3 separate regions of the Mus musculus genome follow, and all the other regions are linked to region 3. Evidence: chromatin contacts called from public Hi-C data. All regions are on one chromosome and are shown on one strand. Each heading gives the region's core, a stretch centred on a gene start, on an enhancer-like site or on the middle of the called end of the contact. The rest is flanking DNA. Distances are from core to core; before and after follow the strand shown.

What was found. A called contact is a pair of places that touch in the nucleus more often than the background predicts.
Region 1: a Hi-C map of cerebellum shows a contact between it and region 3, with 3 times the contacts expected there. The contact joins two enhancer-like sites. A contact is called at or near these places in 7 of 484 Hi-C or Micro-C datasets (cerebellum, embryonic stem cells, hemogenic endothelial cells and 4 more) and 1 of 115 datasets of contacts at active chromatin or transcription factors (fibro-adipogenic progenitors).
Region 2: a Hi-C map of stem cell-derived motor neurons shows a contact between it and region 3, with 2.8 times the contacts expected there. The contact joins two enhancer-like sites. A contact is called at or near these places in 8 of 484 Hi-C or Micro-C datasets (cortical neurons, gonadal supporting cells, nephron progenitors and 3 more) and 1 of 115 datasets of contacts at active chromatin or transcription factors (differentiating embryonic stem cells).

The regions. Positions count from the first base shown.
Region 1 is chr7:37,147,268-37,151,145 of GRCm38.p6, forward strand. All of the region lies in intron 2 of Gm28075 (a long non-coding RNA gene), which reads left to right. Among named protein-coding and RNA genes, the nearest start is that of Gm28075, 8.8 kb to the left of the region's middle. Within about 2 kb of position 2,589, at least 3 of the 459 cell types and tissues checked have an H3K27ac peak or open chromatin away from gene starts, as enhancers often do. A contact at or near this core is called in cerebellum, where this site is marked.
Region 2 is chr7:37,177,810-37,181,450 of GRCm38.p6, forward strand. No RefSeq gene overlaps it. Among named protein-coding and RNA genes, the nearest start is that of Gm38994, 6.2 kb to the left of the region's middle. Within about 2 kb of position 2,177, at least 16 of the 459 cell types and tissues checked have an H3K27ac peak or open chromatin away from gene starts, as enhancers often do. A contact at or near this core is called in stem cell-derived motor neurons, where this site is marked.
Region 3 is chr7:37,340,678-37,344,445 of GRCm38.p6, forward strand. It overlaps a transcript of Zfp536 not described here. Among named protein-coding and RNA genes, the nearest start is that of Gm30483, 15 kb to the left of the region's middle. Within about 2 kb of position 2,509, at least 28 of the 459 cell types and tissues checked have an H3K27ac peak or open chromatin away from gene starts, as enhancers often do. A contact at or near this core is called in cerebellum and stem cell-derived motor neurons, where this site is marked.

The DNA.
Region 1 (3,878 bases), core at 1,339-3,838, 190 kb before region 3:
GCAGAGGCTGCTGCTGTTTCACAGGCAGAGGAGTGTTTATCCATAGGCGTGGTCATCCTCACTTCTGGATGTTTAGCCCTCTGACCTGAGCTGGGAAGCTAATAATGATGAGTCCAATACATGGTCTGCTCTCGGGAGCTAGCAATGGTCCAGAAGGAAGGGCTCTCAGTAAAAAAATACCCACACCCAGGAAATGAGTTGGGCCAGTTAGTTGTCCCTTTTCCTAAGTAAGACAAAGATCTTACATCTGATTACAAAGATCTTTCATCTGATCATCTATCCAGCCTACTTTCCAACTTTCACAGTGTAGAGGTGAAGCCAGGCGCAGCCCAAGGACAGGAAGTAGAGGCAAACTGGAAGAATCTCCAGGAAGACCACGACCACATTGAGATTGCCACAGCCTGGTGGAAGCTGAGAGCCCAACTAGAAGCCAGTTATAATCCCAGTCGAAGTAAAGATTTGAGATTCCAGGGAAGAGTGTCCAGGGGTAGGGCACATCAGAAAAAGCTTGCAGAAATTGATATTCCAGCTGCCTTGCCCTTTTTCCTTCTCCCACAGCAGGTACAGGCATTCCTAGTCAGCTCTCTGGAGTCAGCATCCACACATAGTCAGCCTTTTATCCCTGTCACAAAGCAGGATGGAACCTATTTTCTGGGAGACCCTCCTTTTCTCCTTCAGATTTCTGTTGCTGTCATGTTCACTGGCAGGTGCATGCCACATACACACTCAACCTATCCATTGCCTACAAAACCAGGCGGAACCGGACTCTAAAGATGCCTTAGAAGATCTCATCCCTATGCATTCAGGCATAAGACTGGAAGAAAAGACCACAGAGGAACTCTGTTCACTGGCTTACTTTCCTTGGCTTTCTCAAACTGCTATTTTATACAGCCTTGGTTTACCTCCCTAAGGAGTGGCACTGCCCGAAGTGGGTTGGTTCCTCCAACATCACTTATTAACCAAGAAAATGCACAGACATGCCCACGGGATAGTCTGATGGATGCAATTCCCCAGTTGAAGTTCCCTCTTCCCACCCTGGCATCAGGTAGAGAGCCCTATGAGAAAGGAATAGCCTGTCACATCTGATCTGAATTTGGCTGGCACCTCTGTAGAGAGGGATGATCAAAAGATACCAGGCATCCTGGGAGAGAAGAGAAAGCATCTATGTTTAACAAGGCCTGTATTACCAAGGGATGTGTGACTCTCTCCAAGGTGAAGGCCACGGGCTCTCATATTTACATGCCATGGCAGATAAGCACTCCTAACTATTCTTTGCACAACGGGGCATCTGGAACATGTCTCATTGCACACAGCTTTGCACACTGAGTGGGCCTTCTCGATATCCAATCCCTTACCACCAGAAGATGCAAAGAATGATAAGTTAATGCCATTGGGTGATGGAGCAAGGAGGTGGGTGGAGCCTGGGTCTTCACATAAGTATATCAAAGCAAGTTCCCAGACCTGAACTTGTCTATGTGACAAACTTCCATGTGAATGTCATTATATTTGGGGGCCTGTTTGTAACAGAATCTGTTCCTGATACGGCAGTATCACTATTGAATTATTCTTAGAATCCATATGGGGGCCGTCAGACGTGGTCTCTATGGGTTTGCCTGATGTGACTCTTCCTCCTTATCTGGTATCCAGCTCCCTTCTGTCTTCTCTGTTCAAATGGTATCTCTTTTAATGCATTTTCCGAAACAGCCCACACCCCCCATACTTCCAACACACATGCACACAGGGCCTTTGCCTGTGCTGATTTCTCTTTCTGTGAAATGCCTTCTGTGGCAATCACAAGCTATCCTTTTGCATGTCAATGATTCGGGTTTTCTGGAAACTTGCATACCAAACCACCCTCTGGTTCTTTGCCTGATGAAGTCTTACTCGTCTCCTTCAGCTGTTACTTTTTGAGTCCTTCCTTGACCTTGGGGTCTACAGAGTTGGTCAAGGTTCCCAGTCAATACTTGACATGTCTGCGATGATTACTAAGTAACCGTTTACATTTGATTAACTAGTACCTGACACCCAATCACCACTCAGGAGACTAGACTAACACCAAAGACTAAAACAAAAGAAAATGGATTCCATACTTCAAGATGCAAAGGAAAGATGGTGTGTACATCGATGCTATTGGAGTACAATATGGAATTCACATCAGATTTCACTTCTTGAAAACCCAGTATCCATGAGAGATTTCTCTGAAACCATTAGGTTATCTGGCCAACCAGAAAGACAGGCTAAGCTGGTGTCTGGTGTCCTTCCTATCCAATGCCATTTCAAAAGGTTGCCTCTGGGTGGGAGTCTGCCCTTTGTTCAACAGGGCTGGACTAGGTGACAAGCCACTCCTTGCTTATAAGGAGCCTCCAGATGAGCTGGCACTCATCAGCTATCATTTTGAGGAAGTATTTGTAAAAGCCGGGAGGGGCTCGTCACTGGAGTCCCCACAACCACCCAACACACCCAGAAAACACTATCTACTATAGGACAGGAGCCTCAGAAGAATGCTTCCAGTGAGTTCTAAATCCTGAAGCCTGGGCATTCCAGATCCTGAAATTGTGGGTCTCCCAGTCCCCAGCTTGAGCACTGGCTGCTGAGAGTGTTCCTCTGGCCCCACGCCAAGCGCATCCCTTCATGTGTCAGCCCTGAATCTCTTCATATGTTAGGGTGAGCGGCGTGTACACTCCTTTTTTTTCCACTTCCAAGGCAATTCTACCATCTGTTTCTATTATGGGACTTTATGGCACAGAATACCTCAGACACCAGAGCCTCCATCTTTTTCCTGGCGGGCAGTTAAAGTACTTTATGAACAAAATGATTAAAAGGTAGGGGCCTCCTTAATTTCTCCCCCATTTTTCTTGGCACATTATAGAATTCAGAAGGATTTTTTTTTACAGTTCATTTTATGAAGATGAAAGGTGATTTAAGAGAAAATTAAGAAATTATCGGGGAATGTAAATGTGACCGCAAACCGCCTTTTAAAAATCCTTTAATCTCATCATGATTAAGTGGGGCTTTTTTTTCATATTGTTGCCTAACTGCACAGATTTAAGAAGGCAAAAATCAGGCATGGGCTGAAATTTGCAAATAATTCTGAAATTTGATATCACAGCTCCTGTGGTTCTGTAATATAAAAGCAAATTAAGTCAGCTAAGAGAGGAAGCTTTTAGTCAGAAACAAAGTTCTAGATACATTTGGTACAAGATACGCACAGATGATCATAAAGCTTTAATGAAAGACAAGAATGTACTGAGATTCCCTCATACCCAGGGGTCTTCTTTGAACACAAAATAGGTCCTCTCTGTACACACAAACACACACACACACACACACACACACACACACACACACACACACACACACACACACACATCTGTGTTCTAAATAACCCAATGTGTTCTATACAGCGCAGAGACAACATTCAGTCCACCACTGCCTGCTGTTCATTCTTTGGCCTGTTTATAAAAGCAAAAACGGTTGTGCACTCTTTGAGCACATTCAAGTGACCCATGACAACCTGTGACACCTTTGACAGCGAGTGTTGTAAGAAGGAACGGAAACCAAGAGAGTTACTGTGATTCACATACAGCAAGATAGAGGAAGGAACCATCGTGTCAGCAAAATCCCCTTCTTTGTCTGGAAAGGTCCCAGAGAAGAAGACAAACAGGGAAGACTCCTCAGTCCTCAGTTTCCCATTTCCCAGCAAATTCCTGTTTTAACCAGAGGTCAGAAAAGAAGATAAAGGCTGCCAAGCACAGGCTCCCTGAATCTTAATTTCCTTTCTCAATGGATTTCCCCCCCTTATTACACTTCTATTAGGTAAAACCAAGCTCCAACTCTACAATATCACATTCAAAGTCATTTCAGTGCTGACCCTGAGT
Region 2 (3,641 bases), core at 927-3,426, 160 kb before region 3:
AACGGCGACATAGCACATATCATTATATACAGTGTATAACGCCTGATAAGGTAATATATGACTAGGCTATACTTCATCTCATTATTTTACCTACATTGGTATGTTTTCTGTGACAGAATCTACCACATTAGAGCCAGTGTGGCATCTGGCCCTGAGTTCACTTTTTCTCTTGATGCCAAGAGGCTACATCCCGGCAACTGGCCTACCCCTCCTGGGTATTTGTAAGAGCATTCTACATTGTTTGCACAGTGGCGACCTTGCATGGAGATTAGTCCCTCAGAAAGCAATTCCAGCACTGATGAAGGCAAAGCTATAAAACATGGCTTAGGCTTGAAGTTGTCAATCACAAGGAGAGTACCACTAGGCTTGCAGACCAAGGAGCCAGTGCAGGGTAGAAGGCTTGCAGAACATGAGGAGACACAGCTCCCCCCTCTCTGACACCATGCCTCCCTTTCAAGGTGAGCCCAGCTCTGGAAACCCTGCACTGATAAACCCGTGTGTCTTGACAAGAACCACCTACTTCCAGATTCCACAAGGGTCCCTTACCAGCCTACCATCACCTTAGCAGCTGTGTGTGCTGGCCAGCTCACTCTGCGCTCTCCTGCTCTGAGAGCAACTCGGCCCTGCATTAACTCTCAGGGAAGTATAGTCCCCTGGCTCTTTTGACCCAAAACCACTTGCCTTGATGTCAAAATTTAAGGACTAATAACAAACAGATGTGGGGCATTAACAAAGGCTGTCAATAATGTCTGCTTTTGTTCAAAGAAGAAACAGGAGGAGGACAAGAGGAGGGAAAAAAATAGAACCGCCCACCCTCCTTCCTTTCCTTTGTAAGCTCATTGCTGTACAGATAAGTCACAAGCTGCCTCGCTTTGAGCACCTTTAGAATCTTTCTAAGCTGCTACATGGTTGTCCCCAGCCCCAGGGACTTGAGGACTAATTACCACGTTGACACAGTTATTGTCTTCTCCATCATCAGCTTGCATGAACGTGTGCACCATGGTGTCAAAATTGACGTACATGTCAATCATTTGGCCTCCTGAAACAGTCAATTAAAATACACACGAGGAGATTTTTTCTCAAATTTGTCATAACAAGATTTTGCATTTGCGTATTTTTTAACTAAAGATAAGGATCCTGTATACATCCTCTAATTTGTTATCGAGTATTTATTATGGGAAGAGAGTCTTTTTATTCCTAATCACAACTCATTAAAATCGAATATTATTCTCGACAATCTACCGCTGAAGACTCATCACCGTTAGCAGGAAGGAATAAAAAGCGTTTTTCAAATGAAACTTCATTTGAAGCATTTCTCTCTGGAAACAGTCCAATGTGTGTGCAGGGGAAAGAGTATAACACGTGTAATCAAATGCCTTAGTGAAGAAAATTTACTACAAGAAAAGAAGAAAGAAAGAAGGAAAGAAAGAAAGAGAGAGTGAGAAAGAGAGAGAGAGAGAGAAAGAGAAAGAAAGAAAGAAAGAAAGAAAGAAAGAAAGAAAGAAAGAAAGAAAGAGAGAGAGAAAGAAAGACAATGAGAGAGATAAAGAAGAAAAAAGGAAGGAAGGAAATGGATTGAGGCAGGGAGGGAGGGAGAGACAGAGAGAGAGGGGGAGGGAGGAAGGAAGGAAGGAAGGAAGGAAGGAAGGAAGGAAGGAAGGAAGGAAATGGTTGGAGGCAGCGGAGGAAGGGACAGAGAGAAAGAGAGGAAGGAAGAGAAGAGAAGAGAAGAGAAGAGAAGAGAAGAGAAGAGAAGAGAAGAGAAGAGAAGAGAAGAAGAGGAGAGGAGAAGAGAAGAAGAGAGGAGAAGAGAAGAGAAGAGAAGAGAAGAGAAGAGAGAGAGAGAGAGAGAGAGAGAGAGAGAGAGAGAGAGAAAGAAAGAAAGAAAGAAAGAAAGAAAGAAAGAAAGAAAGAAAGAAAGAAAGAAAGAAAGAAAGAAAGAAAGAAAGAAAGATGGAGGAATCTAAAATCCTTTGCAAAATCTGAAGCAGGAACCTATGACCAAATCTGAGGGCTATTTCAAGGGTACCCTAAAGAAGAAAGAGGGGAGTAGGCTAAGCATTTGCCTTCCCTGCTTCTGAGTTTTAGCCCTGAGCCCCTTTCATCCCCAGCCCTGCACTGAAGCTACTGGGTACCTTGTTAGCTATGTGAAGCTGTTTGTTCCCTGTACCCCTCACGTTCCAGCCAGAGCCGACATTCAGATCATCGTTACACGCACAAAGAGGCCACATTTGTAATTCTCATGAATGTCACCCCATCCACAGCAGGCAGGCCGTCGGAATAGGGTTATGAATACTCCGTTTGCTGACTGGGATGATTCTGGCATTAGCGATGTGGCGTTTCCCACATGTTTAGCCTGAAAGAAGACATTTGTTTGGACTGTATGCTTCTGTGTACTTTTTTATTTAAATGCAATAAAATTGACAGATGACTCCTTTTTTGCAACAGGTTTGGAGGAAGAAAATATCGTGATTTTGTCTGCCCCCCCCCTTTTCCCCTTTCTTCCTTGATGGCTGTTTAGACAGCGGTCTTAAAAAATCACTAGTCACTAAAATCCCTCATGCCCGTTTCATATTGTGTTGATTCATATTAAATTCATGACAACAAAAAAGCAACTTGAGGCACTTTTAGAAATGACCGCTCTTTAGTGTGCCTCTCCTTCCTCCGGGCTCGGTGGGCCCAGCGCCCATAAAGCTGCCTGCTGTCTTGTGTCATGAAAAGAAACAGCTTTGCCTGGGAATGCCATTACTGTGTAATGAGGCGTGCGGCAAAATATACCTTCAGCAGCCACTTGATGAAGGCTTGCTGACACACCAGCCCAGACAGAAATGTTTTTTTGTATGTTCTTCCTTATTTTGTCCATCAATCACATCATTAGTCAAAGCAGACAAGCCTGTCAGCCGGGGCCCAGATGCGGAGTGGCAGGCGATCAGCGGACAGGTGTTCTAGCCCCCACCCCCATTCCCTCCCGAAACGCGCACACCCAAAAAGAAATCCTGAAATGAGAAAGGAGCCAAGACCTTGTTTCAAGGGCTGAGACGTCAACAAGAAAGAAAAGGCACGAAGGGCAGAAGTTCAGAAGCCCACTTTGAGCGACCTGAGCAGCAGGGATTCATGGGATTGTTCCACTGAGCGAGAATCGGGACTCAGTTCTGAAGACATTGAAGAAATCAGGGAGGAAACTAAGGGAACACACACACACACACACACACACACACACACACACACTCACAGGAGAAAGAACTAATAAACAAATGGATAAGTAAATAAATGAAGCCCTGTTCATTTCTGGTGGTCAGTGAGGTATTCAAACACAACATTCAAAGACAATAAATAAGAGCAACTTCCTGGGTGACCCTCTTTGGTATCGCAAATGCATAAAATTAAATTGGATAGTTCAGATGCCTGGGGCCACCCAAGCCTATCTGAGCTATCTACCTGACACTGGCTGGGAAATTGAGGGCTCCAAATGGCTAGCTTCTGTAGCAGCGTGGCCCATTTCTAGAGAGCTACAGCATCCTCCGGATATAAGCCACCCCTCCTTTCCTAGGGATCTCAAGTTTCTTCCTCCTAGGCTTCCTTTCTGCCAGGCATTCATTCTGTCTGGGATGTAATAGGTTAAAGAAACCAAGCATATGGAG
Region 3 (3,768 bases), core at 1,259-3,758:
GGACAGGCATCTCTCACCCCAGCACACAGCTGCACAGCCTTCGGACAGTGGTTTCCTCCCAGCCCCTGAAGCCTCACCTACAGAGAGGCTGGTGCGTTTTCTTTCTCCCAGCGAGTGGCCGGGCCCCCTGGGGGTAACGCCCATCACTATAATCAGAGAATCTGAAGCAGCTTCATCTACCACCTGGATTATAAATGTCAACCACTGGTATTCAGGAGAGGCCGTTGTCCTTAAAGGCTATGGTTGTCTTCTCTCTAGTCCTCTCTAGTCCTCATAGGAAGAAACTTGCCCAGTTTGGGAGCCTGCAGTGTGGGATGCTGGAGGAAGGGGCTCGGCCTCCCAGCTCATCTTGGCCCCAGCAACAAAAAGGCAAAGCTGTCACTAAGCCTCAGACATGACATCATCCTCTTCAGGTGCACATGTAAGGCAGGTGAATATTGAAATCCATCAGTGTAAAGTGGGAGTCGAGAGTCTAAGCAAGGGAATTAAAGCCACCCGAGTAAGAACATTTGATACACCGACCCTAACTGCCTTTTGATATAGCATTTTACTACACACTTGGTATTATGGATCCATAACATATAAATGTGTATACTGTAGGATATATAAAAAGTGGCTGTAGTTGTCAATATGCATTTACACGCTGTATTAAGAATGTTCTGTAAAAAAAAATCTCTCGGGATATGATGGCCATGTGTCGCCGAGTGAGTGAATCTACTTTAGAAGATTGGTGGTGGTGGTGGTGGTGGTGGTGGAGGTGTTCATTTTCAGCCCTAAGGAGTTTTGGTAGATAGAACAGCCCAAAATCAGCTGACATTTTCAAAAGTCCCTTGACACTCGGAACAAAGAGTCTTCCAGAATACACTTTCCTCAGAGCAAGGAGTCAAAACTACACACAAAAGCCAAATGTCTAAATCCCCCGAATCTAAGCATGGATGGGGAGCGGGAGACGAGGGGGCACTGGGGTTGGTACCCCAGAGCCGCTGTGGGTGCCGATTCTGCAGACACTGTGGGGCCCACTGTGCAGCCTGTAACACAGGGTGCTGCTGGTGGGGCTGCGCTGATGCAGAAGGCCAATCTGCAAGCACCTTGTTCCTCAAATGAGTTTTATAGTCAGTCCTCTTATTCTGTTGCTTCCAGTCTTCCTGGCAGCCTTAAGTGTATTGTTACTCTCTTCAAAAAAAAGAAAAATACCATGTAAAATGTTACCAGCTTTCTATACACATAATAAAATCAATCTTTTGCTACAAGTCTGTTAAATGAAATAGCATGTCCCCAGGAAACACAAGAAGTGTCAGTGTCTGAAAAAAAATATATATATGTATATATATGAATAAAAGTAAAAAAAAGAAAAACCCAAAGGTCAGAATAAAATACAAAGCAGCTCCTGTAAAACTAAGAATAGATATGAATACTTGCATGCATTCTATATAGCATGTGTCCTCAAAATGCCCCACCAGAATGCATGCTGGAGTTCCGATCTGTGGCGTCTTTTAGGCGTTTGCGAAGCCTTCCTGATTCCCAAGATATAGACATTGCACCCATTGACAAGAAATAGACCTTTTGAATTGAGCTGATAAGTTGAAGTGAATATGGCCTTGGATTTCTACTAAAGAATAGGTTATTTATGAGGGATCTATCACCCCAAAGCCTGGTGGCTAAGAGCAAGCAACTAATAAACAGATATAGCCACTATTTTCCCTTTTATGTGGCAAAGGCTTTATCAACAGATCATATTTAAATAAATTGTGCAAACTAAATTCCCAGTTAAAGAACAAACATCTTCCCATGTCTAATGTGATGGACACGAGGCTGATTTGAAGCCACATGCCATCCAGGAAGAAGGGAGCCCCCTGGCATAGCCAGGACTGAAATCCATCAAAGTTCAGATTTGACTGTCTCCTTGAAAGCTGGACGTGGCGATTCGGCAATCTGCGATTTATTTAATTTTAATTAAATTTTGTTTCACATCCTGTTTTGCAAGTCAGCAAGATGGGTTTTGTTTGCCAAGAGGGGGAAATGACACAGAAGGAGAAACTCGCTGTCCAGGGCGGATCAGAGGTGTGAGGCTGGCGTTAGCGAGGCTGAAGCCTTTCTCGGGAACACAGGACTTTGTCTGCAGAGCCTGTCTGGCCCTCAGTATCGCAGCGCCGCTGTCTCCTCACTGAAGGGCCTATTTGTCTGCTTTAAGTGAGATCACTCAATTCTCAAAAGTCAGTGGAGGGCTGTGGAAGGGGGAGGGTTCGGATAGGCTACTCCAAATAAGTTCCATTAATCAAAAGACACAGTGTAATGTAACTAATATTTTACAATTAGGGAAGCCAAGATGCGACTAAAAGCCATCTATCTCTCTTATACCACATGATCATCGATTCATAATCGGAGACTGAGAGTTGCACAAAGATGCATTTACCCGGTGGGGGGAGCCGGGGGGAGGGCCGGCCTGAGCCGAGATAATGAACGTGGTGAGGGCTCACGGCGCTGAAGGCTGAGAAGAGATGACAGAGAGGCTCAATGCTGACGGATGACATGAAGACACTAGCAGATACCTGACAGCCCGCGGGAGCCTCTGCGCTCTTCCCCCCGCATTATGGTCCTCAATTATCCTGGTAAGGGACTAAGGGGGGCACGAGGAGGCCGGCTGAGCCCGTGGTCATCAGCTCTGGGCTGACTTACCACGCTGCCACTATGCGAGGGGAGCAATCCTGCGAACACCACTCTGAGGGGCTATAGCTTCCTTTACCAAGGCTTTCGGGCACATGGGGGGGGGGGACAACGGGGATGCCCAGTTCGCCATCTGTTTTGTAATAAAATTCCCAACTCTTCAAAGAGGCTCATTTTTTTCCTTTACTGCCACCTTCAGGGAAAAGGAAGAGTTGGTCCCCCCCCCAAAAAAAGAAAAGAAAAGAAAAAAGAAAGAAAGAAAGAAAAAGAAAAAGTGAAGAGTGGATTCCTGGGCATTGGGGGGTGGGGGGAGGCTGGTCTCTGTGAAATGAGTCCCTTAGGGACAGCTCAGACTCCTGAAGTGATCTTCTCAGAGCTCCCCCAGTGAATAACGTGGGGTGTGCCTGCCTTAGTCGGGATCTAATTGCAGGAGCTAAGAAACCGGAGTGTGCCGGGGAAGCAGGGGGGGGTGTGTGAGCTCAGAACCCCTCAGTGAGCAGAGGCTTGGGGGACAGTAATCACAGCAAAAAGCACAAACTTTCCCTGGCTTCTGCCTCAGCGCATGCGCGGCCACCTGCTGGGGGGGCCCCTGCGTTCCCACATAGGTTCAGATCCTGCCCCTTAGTTTCTTTGTAAAGACGCAGTTGGCCTCCTCGTGGAGAGAGTCCTCAGAACAAAGGAGAGTGGTGCTCCAGGAGCCGCAGAAACTTGGCATCTTAGAAAGAATGTTGAGGTGGCAGGGCAGGTGGCACGGTAGACGGGGATCCAGGCCTCAGGGAAGGCCAAGAGCCACAGTGGCGGCCCCACCGGGCACAGCGTCCAGCAACTTTTGCTGCCCTGGCGCAGGGCGCTATTTCTTTAAAATACAATACCACAGTGATGTATTTATGTAATAAAAATAAATCCATATTGAAGCTGGAGATCTGAGGAGCCATTTCTACAGCGTTTGTGGGACCGGGGGGCGGGGTGGTTGGTTTGGTTTGGTTTGGTTTTCAATCATTACGTGGCTAACAAATGTATCACTTCCCTGCCTGTCTCTTCCCTCTTTCCTGTCTATTTCAGAGTGCTCCCCATGCCCAGTCTGAAAAGAGACAGGCTGCAGAA